Regions from separate parts of the Sus scrofa genome. Here regions 2 and 3 are each linked to region 1. The links are chromatin contacts, called in public Hi-C maps. All regions are on one chromosome and are shown on one strand. The core of a region is the stretch at or near the end of the contact, and the rest is flanking DNA. Distances in the headings are between cores, read along the strand shown. Region 1 has its middle 390 kb from the start of DSEL. Region 2 has its middle 240 kb from the start of DSEL. Region 3 has its middle 140 kb from the start of DSEL.

Region 1 (4,197 bases), core at 677-3,176:
ATAGTTCTGGAAGTGGGAAGGTTGATGGTAGAGGAGGGGCCAATTAACTTGTAAACAGAGGTAGTTAATGTAGATCTTGGGGAAATGTAGGCAACACCTGATAGAACTGAGATAGTGGAACACTGGAAAAATAAAGCTAAACTGGGTCCCATGCTGTACAGTAGAAAATTGACAGAACACTGTAAACCAGCTATAATGAAAAAATAAATAAATAAAAATCATTATATTAAAAAAAAAAGCTAATGTGCAAATCTCTCTCTGCAGTCAACTGGTTGTATGATTTTGCGGCTGTTACCTGTATTATGTGGTGTCAGACATATATTGCACCCACAGAATGGCTAGTAGAATAAGTAAAATGTAGGGAGGGGATAACAACTTGAATTATTTCAAAATTATTCAATAAATACCATATTTCTACAAATGATTTTCTTTTTATCCTTATTGCTGCTGCCCTCCTGATCCCCCTTCATTTCATCTGCCCACAATCACCCACCTTCATCTTAAAAGAATCAGAATAAAGTACCTAAGAATAGGTTTGCTTCAATAAGGCACAGCTGACTTTTAAGAGGTCCAAATGCTGATTTTCGAGGTTTCATAAAACACAGTTGATGTTTCAAGAACAACAAACCAGCAGCACTTTGGAGGGAAGGATCCAGAAGGAAACAAAACAGCAAAAATTTGTTCTCAGTGGGTCATGTACTGGATGTCTAATTGAATTAGGGGATATAGAACTGTAGATAAGCTGAGAGGAATGAGGGTCCCTGACACCATGCACGGACAAGGGCAGGCAGCTTGAGAGATGGCCACGAGGCTTTCAAGATTTTCAAGGTGGTACATCTGTAAGAATCCTTCATAGATGACATATGAATCTGTTATGTCAGTGCCCACCAGAGCTCCACCTAAACAGATGATTTTCACTTAAAGGAAAGCAAATACATTGCAGGATTTTGCTGCTTATGATTTTATTAACAGTGGAAATCCAGTTTTATAAAACTAATTTTTATAGAAAATATATTCTTCTTTGTGAATAGAAAAAAACATGTAGGTATGTGTGTGTGTGTGTGTGTGTGTGTGTGTGTGTGTGTGTGCCTTTCCTCAGGTTTGCTTCTGTCTCTAGTGAGACAGAAAAAAAAAAAAAAAAAGAAAAAAACAAAACCCAAACTCATCAGAACTAATAATCCTCTAGTGGACAGCCTTAAAGTGAGAAGGACACAGAATTCCACATGATAGCGCAATTATAGAAAGAAAAAAATGTTCCACATTTCTTTGCCAAGATTTCTGTTATATCAATTCTTCCTAAGCTGTCCTTTATTAGGGCAGGAGCATTTTTGTTTGGTCAGATTTAACAACATTCTCTTCAAGCACAGTCATTGTGACTTTGTACATTATGAAATGGAAGATAATTATAAAAGGAAGAGCAGGAAAGAACCAGAGGTATTCATCTGCTCTTATTTTCCTTAGCATGTCTAAAACAGGGCAAAACTAATAGTATTGCATTCTGCCTTTTGCCAAACTGAGAAGCAAAACCCAGTAGTTGCCTAACCAAGACTATTTCCTGATTTTAAAGAAAGCTGAAATTGTGCATGAAACCCTCCTGAGTTCTCTGGCAATGAACCTCACAGAATAATGAGAGAATATTGAATCAAGAAAACTATTACTAAGGGCAAAGCTATCCATATCTAATGAGGCCAAAATTGGGTGAAGAATGTGGAAAGAACTTGGGATAATTTGTCCCCCAAACATCCAAATCAATAGGGAAAAATTGAAAAACCTAAAGAAAGGATGAACTGGAGGTTATATACACTTCAGAGAGTTTTTAAAGAGCTTATACCTACTACTTTTCCCAATGATGTTTACTGAGACCAGTGTACGTAATAAAGCCTGTGGCTATTCATCTGTTTCCTCTCATATTCTTTGGCATTGCTGACCAAGAGGAAAAACTGGGAATGGGCTGTTGTGGATGGTCATGATCCTTGTTCTCTTGTGAATCACCTCAGTGACTGAGCAATTCCATTGGATTGCTGCTTATATTGTTCTTCCTTCTCCTTACTTTTATCAGAGCATTATGGGTTTTCCCTGAAGGGAGACACAGAATTAGAAGAATCAAGAAAGGCATTACAAGATAGGATAACCTTCTCTCCATTGAGACATAGCAATCACTTAAAGTCCTTCCTTCTTACTTTAAAAAGCAAAAAAAAAAAAAGATCATCCAAGTGGTATGTTGCAAATATAGGTCACAGAAATAACTGTGAAATACAAATAGGGATGGTTAACCAAACTAAGTCAGATACTTTATAACTAAGAGATAGTCTGGGTAATATATACCACTATTGTTCCGCTAATTGACTTTGATCAAAATCAAATCCAACAGTACAGCACAGAGTTGAATAACCTATTTTTTCCCCTTTTGCTGGTTATATGGTTAATGATAGAAGTTTCCTATGTTATTAAACACTGCCCCAGTCAGAAAATAAAAAATTCAATTTTGGATCACTAATACTTAAAAGATAAATATCAACTAATCCAATAACATATAGACATTGTTGTTTAATATTTGCAGTATAATCCATCGACCTCCAATTGCCTATAAGATCTCCGAGCACATTTTTAAATCATTTTTGCTTAACCTGTCTAGACAATTCATGTAATTGTTACTTCCACTAATTTGGATATTTTTTTTAAGCATGTAAGATTTTTCTGGGTTAGAAAGCAGAAAGTTGGGAATGATGATCATTGAATGGGGTTCGATAGAGAGCAGGAATAGGAGAAAGGATTGAGGATCAGTAATGCATTGGGGATATAAAGGAAAGTGTACCTTACAAAAGAGATGGTCAATTCTTAACAAACTCTGTGAAAGAAAAAAAGGAAATCCACTTTGAACCAAAAACATGCCATGCCTGTGACAAATAGACATAATTATTGGGCAACCTTTGGTCTCTCCTCAGATTTCACATTTTTTTAAATTGGCAGCATCCCAAGGATCCTAGAAAACACAGCCAGAGGCAAAGATAAATTGCTGATGCTTTATTCGAAAGATGAAAATCCAGGTCAATGAGAGTGAGGACAAAGAAAAATGAGGCAGAGGATGATGGAGGAAATGCAAGATGATTTGTTACCCAGTGCCCACTGCTTACAAGATGTGAACAAATGCCAAGATTCGGCTATTTGCCTCAAAGGATGTCTTTAGGCAGGCTCTACTGCCACAAACCTCTCCGAAGAGGCTACTTGAAGGAGAAAGGAGACAGAATTTATCTGCTGAGCTTCCTACCACCTTTTATTTCTCATTGGTCAAAGCTCACTCCACAGAGTTAACTCCTCTGTACTTGATTTGCACTGTTTAGCCTCTCCTATATTTCACCTAAGTACGGAAATGACATGAAGGGGCCAAACATGCCAGGAACAGCTGGTCTGTCCACCTATCTCTGCGGAAAACAAATGAGTTCTGGAAAATGCTGGACTGAACCTGGTATCTCTATTAGGGCAGAAAATGTCCTTAGTATGTGGAAATGATTTGGTGAAGGTTTTCTTTCATCAGTCAAGAGGACTGATGTAATTTTGTCACTTGATGGTAAGAACAGCAATAGTTTCATTATCTTACTTCAAGGCAATGCTGATTCCTTTGCTCTCTATTATAGTATATTTCTATTTTACAAAATGTCACACCGATCCATCACATTGATGCCACGTCTGGTGAACAGAAAATGGTATGTATCCCAATGACCTAGTAAAGCATATGAATGCAAACATATAAACTGCTGAAGATTCCTGAGCTGAAACACCAGTGACATTTTTTTAAAGTCCACATAAAAACACCTTGTCCCTTCCACAACAGATAAAGAAGCAGAGTTCTGTAGACCACTTTAGGTTTTGTAGGCAACTGTGATAGGCTATTTGCATACTGCTTGCCATAATTTCCTCCTTTTAGTCACACCCTTAGGAATCACCACACTCATTGATCACAAGTTTCACCATGTGCATTGGGTTGGTTAATGGGAATAGAGTAAATGCGACACAAGTATAGATTTGACACATGTGTGTACACCCAGATTTCTCTCTTGCTGTCAATGAACAACAGACTAGTACCCAAAAAATATTTTGAGAGTGGATGTATCTGTTATTAGTTTGGAATGAAATGAGAGAAAATTAGTTTAGTTTCATTTTATTTTGTTTAGTTCAGTAACTATATTACTGAACATT
Region 2 (4,222 bases), core at 867-3,366, 150 kb before region 1:
AATGGCGTTGAAAATACTATGCCATATACATGAGATAAACATGAGATAACAATGTAAAATAGACAAATGTTTAATTCATTGTGACTCTAATTTTCTGAAAACAGAAGGCCAAGTATAGAATGACCTTTATCTCTTCCCTAGTTTGGAGACACAATACTGGTACCATCCAGATTTCCACATTCATTTTAGCATATGGAAGCTGTACCTTAGGAATCCATTATTGAATCTTTCAGGAAGTGGGTTTCATATTCCAATATGTTTCAATGCATATCTTTACACTGTATTTAGGAGTAATAAAATTCATATTGTCACTTATTGTCACCTAATTTAAGGTGACAGATGCTGATAATCAAATGACATGTTTTATACAAAATTACGTTCAATTTTTAAAGACTTTATTATTGGAAGTAATTGCCACTAAATACTTAAAATAGATATTGATTTGTAGATTTGCAGATCAACACAGCTACAGTTGGAGCTCCCATTTGTGTCCAGCTTTCTACACAATTGTTAGAATCACATAAGGAGATCATGTAAACATCCAGAGCAGCAGAGTAGTACTGCACTCAAGTTATTCTATTTAACTTTCCTTACCAGCAAGGATTGCTTTTCTTAGGATGGCATTCAGCTACAGAGTTTACATTTTGGGGTCAGACATGTCTGGTTCCAAATTCTTTCCCTGCTATTTGGACTTAGACTTGTTATTTAATCTCTATAGAGACTGCCCTTCCTTATGCAATAATGTGTGAAATAACAATGGTAAGACTTTGTTCCACAGTGTCTTTTTCATGGAACAGTGATAAAGTTGGTAACATAGACAAAGCATTTAGCAGAGTGAGTATTGCTTTATAAGCCCTCGCAAATCATGGCTTCATCATCATTGGTATCAGTGTTTTTCAAACAAAAATACCGAAGTGTGGCAGTTCGCATGGTGTCTCAGTGGAAACGAATATGACTGGTATCCATGAGTACGCAGGTTCAATCCCTGGCCTTGCTCAGTGGGTTAAGGATTTGGCACTGCCGTGAGCTATGGTGTAGGTCCCAGACGCGGCTTGGATCCTGCATTGCTGTGGCTATGGTACAGGCCACCAGCTAGAGCTCCAATTTGACCCCTAGCCCGGGAACTTCCATATGCCACAGGTGTGGCCCTAAAAAAACAACAAACAAACAAACAAAAACAAACAAACAAAAATAAACCCCAAGTAATTCAAGAATTGGCATGTGAAAGTACCCACAAGCACATGTTTTCTTGTAAAGGAGACTCCTGAATTCATTTTGTAGCCAGTGAGATTGGCTATGGGGACATTCCAAGGCAGCAGGAAGGATTGGTTGTGCAGAACTTCCCAGCAAGTCTGACTCAAATGTTAGGGGGGCACCACAATGGGCTTTCAGTTGTGCTGAGATAGAGATCCTCAAGGCCCTGCCAGCTCAGCCTAACTCTGCAGCACAGTACTATTTGGGAAGAACAAATGGCTTGAAGTGAGAGGACAGCCCTAAGTCCCAGTTTGTGGACTTTTCTTATCACAGCCCTAGAAAACTAAGACAATGAAATGAAAGACTCAACCATAAAAAAGTGACAAAATTTTCATACAGGCTACAATATACAAGAACTGTGAAAGCATTATGCTAAGTGAAATAAGCCAGACACAAAAGGAAAAATACTGTATGATTCCACTTACATGAAAAATTTAGAACAGGGAAACAGAGAAAGAGCAAATGCGATAAAAATTACCATGGGCCATGGTGAGGAAAAATGAGTAAAGTGGTCTCAGGGTCTCTGTTTGGAGTGATGAAACATTTTGGAAATAATGATGATACTTGCAACTAATGTCACTGAATTCTACATTTAGCAATGGTTCCAATGCAAATTTTATGTTATGTACATTTCACTGCAAACATTCAAATATATGAAAAAAGAAGTACAGGGGGTTAGAAAGCTTCAGAGTTCATAGTCCAAATGAGGGAGTTTAAAAAGAGCTTGGAGTCTTTGGATTTAAGTACAAAAGGAGCCTTTCATTGAGTAGAAGAGCTGCTTTGGATTGTAACTGAAGGACTGGGCACAGACTGTTGACAGCAAGGGTGGAGGGTAAGAATCAGGGAGGGAGCAAGGTCAGCAAGGACAAACATTCCATTCTGAAAAGTCATAAAACTACTAAATCTTAATGTGGCAGTTTGTGTGAATGGAATATTCACTCGATATCTATTTATAACCTCTTGAGTTTCCTTTTTCAGTTCCCTTCATTATTCCCATATTTCATACCCCTACTTCTTAAAAATAATAAAACTAAATTTTAAAAAATGTAGTTGAGAAAGACTGACATAATCATAATACATTATGACCAAATGACAAATGTCAATAATTTTTTTTAATGCAATGTCAACCCATTTAAAGTTCCTATTAGCAATTTAATTTTTATATCAACCTCGAGGAGCAGACATTGTGCTGTCAGTTACAAGAAAGAAAAAAATTTGAGGCTGAGAATATGCAAATATGCAGACCAAAAAGAGGTGGAAATGGAACTAAGACCAAGTCTGTCAGACTCTGACATTCATGGTTATTTCATTGTATTCTGCTGTGGCATCCTGTTCAAGGAAAAGTACAATAATGGGAGGGAGGGCTAAATCTGTATTCAGAGTTTGTGGTAGGGTATAAGAATGGTTACCCTTCCCATTCCCTGGGGAATTGTTCTGCAGCTAAAATTTTCCATCGTTGCCTTTGAAAAGAACAATCACCTGATAATGATTAATTATGAAGATTATCAAAAGCCCCAAAGGGTATAAATCATTGTCTTTTGGGTAAAGCAAAAACAACACCAGTTTTTTTAAAGATGTTAATTAATTAATATTAAAATTAAGTAAAATAAAGACAACCATATACTTAAATTCTAGTAACGTAAAATAATTTCAATTGATGATGTCATGGAAAGACTGGAAAATCAGAAATTTCCACATTGAAGAGTAGAGTGGGGCCAACAGAATGGGAGAGGTGAGATAAAGAGGCATGAAGATCTGTGTTCAAATATCAGTTGTGAGGAAAAGAATGTATAAGTGTCATATGATTGGTTCTTGACATCTGAGTGACCCCCTTCCTTCCTTCCTCCTTTTCTTCCTTCTTTTCATCTTTCCTTCCTTCTTTTCTTGTTTTTTTCCTCTAATGCCAGAAAAGTACTAAAACTAAGTTGATCGTTCATAAATCACAAAATAAAACATGGAATGTTCTGCAAGCAGCATCTGGTATTCTGGTGTGGAGCTGTCAGGTGCCTTTTGAATATTCAGTCAGCAGGGTATCTGCAATTTAAATACCTTGTTATAGTTAATAAGAGTTGTCAAAGAACTGCATTAACATGCCTTAGGGATTAATTCTGGGCTTTACAGACTTCATGTGTGTGAATAAGACAGCCTGTAACATGAGCAGCACAATCTCAAAAGGCTATACTTACATCTTTTATGCAGTTATAGTTTGAACAATCAAATATTATATCTCAGGTTGTATTTTAATAGAACTAATTATTCAAATAACACTATTGAAGATGTTAAAAAGTTCATTCTGCACTCATTTCAACTAATAGTAATGTGTTCATATGTCTATGACAACCTTTTTAAAGGTAAAAACTAGTTTAGCATACAATCAACAATGGATCAAATACATCACTATTAGGTTAACTTAGAAAAAATTATGATTGCCTGGTATAATTAAGCTTTGCCTCTCATTGCTACTTTTGAGAAAAACTTTAGTTTAATTTTTACATCTTATGAAACTCTGCCCCTACTAACAACAACTGGGGATTTCTGAATATGAACATCTGAAATCAACCCTTAAAAGAGAGAAGACTAGGTGGAAAAGAGGTAACATACATACCTGGAAACTGTATTTTCTCCTCAGCACTTTTGGTAAGTCTTAAAGTAAGATAATCACATTGCTTTTCCAATATTACCTCTTTTGATATTTCTTTTTCTACTTTGTAGTCACTGAATGTAGGATTTCTTCTATAGTTAACACATATGTCTGTTTGAATGAAGTCATGACCATCCCTAGTTTAATAGATGACTAGTTCACCACATTCATCATCTGCCTGCATGCATGACTGTATTCTCTGCCTTGAGGAGAAATCAACATATCTTAAAAATGAAAACTATTGATATTATTATGTTTTCTTCACTTCTCTGTTTTGCATTCCATAGTTGCAACATTATTGCATATAAGTTTTGCTTCCATAAAGGC
Region 3 (3,893 bases), core at 18-2,517, 250 kb before region 1:
TAAACTCTGTTCTTATGCCAGAGACTGTTCATCTGAGGCAATAGACATATGGGTGACATTGTGGTCCCCAGGAGATTTATAATCTAGATGAGATAATGGTTATATGAACATAGTTTATTTGTGAATTACAATAGCTGAGGCCAGAGAAATGTGATAGAAGGACTTATAGAAAATATTCCTATGGCCTTTTGAGTTTGGGAGAATTTATGAAAGAGTTATACTTATTATTTTTACATTTAATATTTTAGCATTTTTCTCATATAATTGAGACTGGTAGTACATGAAGTGAGTATTCAACTCAAGATAGTAAAAGGGAGAAAAGAACATAATGGCCCAATGGAGGGAAAATAACATGGATAAAGCATAAATTGTTCAACTAAAATGTAGGCAATACAAGTAGAATTTAATAAGTCATTTGGAATCACTACTTTTGAAAAAAGTTTAATTGAACATATTGAAACCCATGACTACTGTGTTGATTAATGCTGCTGGGGAACTGTGCTGTATTTCATTTCTCAGATGCTGTGCTTTTCCATGGGTCATGCAGACCCCTCAGGCAACACGAAAGAGACACTTGATCATGGGCAGTCTTAAAATTCCCCATGTCCACATGTCCTCTTTCCTAAAATTGATACACTAGGAAGACTCTTGCTCTAATGCCAACCCTTCTCTTCCTTTCACTAACACTCTTCCCAATTTACCAAAGAGAAAGCATACCTCTCACAAATCATAAGTGTTGGTAGCACATAAAAACCTCCGGGAATCAGAACTAACTACTTAGAGTTCAGAAGTTGGTGTCAGAAGGGCCTTACTTAATAAAGGAATTACTTTTAGTGAAAATAGTCTTATGTATATATTTTTGTTAAAGGCAACTTGCAATGTTGAAAATTGCGTGTTCTAGCCCCTTTGAATAATGTTTTGAGTTTAGTCTTATTACAGAACTGGGTGAAGTGACTGATAACATTTTACTGAGTGATTCTGCTCCTTCCAACCCACATTCATTGTAAAGAGTCAGCATGGTGACTGCAAGGCAAGGACCAGAGAAACAGCTAAGCAGCATGACGCAGTTCAACTTAAACTTACAGCCAGGTGTCAGGATTCTCTTTCTAACTCAGAATTAGAACATTTGAGGATGATAAAGATGATGTTGAGAAATAGCAGTTTGTCAAGAAGTTTCCCTCTTGCAGCTCAGTAATGAGAAAGAGTTTGGAGAGTGTGTTCACTCAGCCCATGATTAATTCTGTGTTGCAACTGCACATTTTTTGTGACTTGAAGAAGAGGTGAAACATTAAACCTTATTTCCGATAAGACAGTGTTGCAATTTCATGTCTGAGTTGAATATGCACTAGTCATGTCTTTGTTTTATAGTTTCTAGGACATTTGTTCAGATGTGGGAAAGAACAATTTCCATTACTTTAAAAAATTATTGTAGAGACAAAATCCATATATAAATGTTCCATCTTGCCCAGAATATGAAATTCATTCTCCCAGGACCTCAAGCCAAAACACTGGGATCATCTTTGAGTTATTTCTTTTTCTCACAGTCCTTTTCCAAAGGTCTAGAAAAACTTATGGGCTCTATTTCGAAATATATCCACATTAATCACTTCTCACCACCTAGTCACATTGACTGCAGTCATAGCTAGCACCTTGATTCAAGTAAGAAATGATTTCATATCAATATTTTTTTCCTAATTTATCTCCTTCCTTCTGCTTTGCCTCCTTACAGACTAGTCTCAGCAGAGTGGCCAGAGCAATGCTTTTATAATACAACTCAGCTCCTGCTCTTCTATTTTAATCTTTTTAATAGAATCCCAAAATGTTTAGAGTCAAGTTCCTTAAAATAGTTTACAGGTATTTCATATTTTATAACTTCTACTTTAGAGAAAATACAAAAATTAGAAAAAAAAAAAGGATTGAACCCTCTTTCCTCTCCAATGTTGTCTCTTTCAACTCTCACCTTCTTCTCCCCATTCACCTGTAGAGTTTTCTGATGGCCCTCAAATGTGCCAGGAACATTGCTTCCTCAGGGAATTTGCCTGTGTCACTCCTGCTCCCTGATATTCCCACCTTCCACCCTTGCTTCTTACTGATCTGTGTCATTTGAGTAAAGCTAAGCTTTTATAACAAAGTGATCCTAAATCGAATATGCTGAACAAGGAGATCTTTACATCTCCCAATTCCAGGCACGTCATTGCTCCACATCACTGTCAAGGAGTCTATATCCTTTCCTGTTTAGTGTCTTTATTCCTTTGGGACACCATTGTCATCAGCATGGTGAACATGAAGAAAGAGAAAATCCAGGTCAAAAGGATTTACTTTTTAAAAAAGTATGGTGTATGGTGGATGATAATTTCTAGGTCCATCCATGCTGCTGCAAATGCTGTTATTTCTTTCATTTTAATGACCGAGTATATGTGTATATGTACTGCATCTTCTTTATCCACTCTTCTGTTGATGGACATTTAGGTTGTTTCCATGTCTTGGCTATTGTATAGTGTGCTGCAATGAACATTGCAGTACATGTGTCTTTTTGAGTCATGGTTTTCTCTGGATAGATGCCCAGGAGTGGCATTGCTGAATCAAATGGTAATTCTATTGTTAGTTTTCTGAGGAATCTCCATACTGTTTTCCACCATGGTTACACCAATTTACATTCCCACCAACTGTGTAATATGGTTCTTTTTTCTCCACACCCTCTTAGCATTTATTGTTTGTAGACTTTTTGATGATGGTCATTCTGGCCGGTGTCAGGTGGTACCTCATAGTGGTTTTGATTTGCATTTCTCTAATAATGAGTGATGTTGAACATCTTTTCATGTGTTTTTTGGCCATCTGTATGTTTTCTTTGGAGAACTGTCAGTTTAGATCTTCTGCCCATTTTTTGATGGGGTTGTTCATTTTTTTGGTATTGAGCTATAGGAAGTGTTTATAAAGTTAAGTCAGTCAGACAATGAGACACCAGCATCAAATGCTATCACTGACATGTGGAATCTAAAAAGAAGGACACCATGAACTTCTTTTCAGAACAGATACTGACTCACAGACTTTGAAAAGCTTATGGTTTCCAAATGAGACAGGTTGGGCGGTGGGGGATGTACTGAGGGTTTGGGATGGAAATGATATAAAATTTGGTTGTGATGATTGTTATACACCTATAAATGTAATAAAGTTCATTGAGTAATTTTAAAAAAAGTATGGTGGAAATTGCATGCTTTACTTCTGCTGTTCTTTCACTGCAAATAGTCATAGATGGTTACCAAGGTGATTAGAAAAGTAGGCTATGGCAGGACTACCATGTGTGCAGAAAGGAGGGGCAGCCAAGAGTAGCAAATAAGTAACCAAGGAACCTTTGGCCACATGGTCTTTGCTTAAATATACCTTTTGGGCAAGTCCCTCCCTGATCCTCCTATCTAAAATTAACCTCCCCAATTCTTTCAATTTATGTATTTATATATTTATGCATGTATATATGCATGTATGTATTTTGGGCTGCATGTGTGGCATATTGACGTTACCAGGCTAAGGGTCAAATCAGAGCTGCAGCTGCCGGCCTACACCACAGCTGCAGCAACACCAGATTGAGCCACATCTGCAACCTATACCAGCTCACAGCAACACTGGATCCATAACCCATTAAGCAAGGCCAGGAATTGAACCTGTATACTCATGGGTATTAGTGGAGTTTGTTACCGCTGAGTCACAATGGGAACTCCTTAATTTATTTGCTTGCCTGCCTACTCCTACAAGAAAATAAGCTTTGTGAAGGCAATGATTTTGTGATTTCTAAATCCTCTACAACAATGTCTAAAATGAACAAAAATAGGTGACCAGAATCAATATTTTAAAAATAAATGGAAATTATCCAACCAAAAAAAAAGAAAGGAACAAAG

Evidence for each region. Hi-C and Micro-C count contacts between places; a contact is called where the count stands out from the background.
Region 2: a contact with region 1 is called in a Hi-C map of embryonic fibroblasts, with 2.3 times the contacts expected there. The contact joins two enhancer-like sites. A contact is called at or near these places in 2 of 47 Hi-C or Micro-C datasets (embryonic fibroblasts and mesenchymal stem cells).
Region 3: a Hi-C map of embryonic fibroblasts shows a contact between it and region 1, with 1.6 times the contacts expected there. The contact joins two enhancer-like sites. A contact is called at or near these places in 3 of 47 Hi-C or Micro-C datasets (adipocytes, embryonic fibroblasts and fibroblasts).

Annotation. Positions count from the first base shown.
Region 1 is chr1:154,530,775-154,534,971 of Sscrofa11.1, reverse strand. No RefSeq gene overlaps it. Among named protein-coding and RNA genes, the nearest start is that of DSEL, 390 kb to the left of the region's middle. Within about 2 kb of position 1,926, at least 3 of the 83 cell types and tissues checked have an H3K27ac peak or open chromatin away from gene starts, as enhancers often do. A contact at or near this core is called in embryonic fibroblasts, where this site is marked.
Region 2 is chr1:154,682,030-154,686,251 of Sscrofa11.1, reverse strand. No RefSeq gene overlaps it. Among named protein-coding and RNA genes, the nearest start is that of DSEL, 240 kb to the left of the region's middle. Within about 2 kb of position 2,116, at least 2 of the 83 cell types and tissues checked have an H3K27ac peak or open chromatin away from gene starts, as enhancers often do. A contact at or near this core is called in embryonic fibroblasts, where this site is marked.
Region 3 is chr1:154,780,060-154,783,952 of Sscrofa11.1, reverse strand. No RefSeq gene overlaps it. Among named protein-coding and RNA genes, the nearest start is that of DSEL, 140 kb to the left of the region's middle. Within about 2 kb of position 1,267, at least 3 of the 83 cell types and tissues checked have an H3K27ac peak or open chromatin away from gene starts, as enhancers often do. A contact at or near this core is called in embryonic fibroblasts, where this site is marked.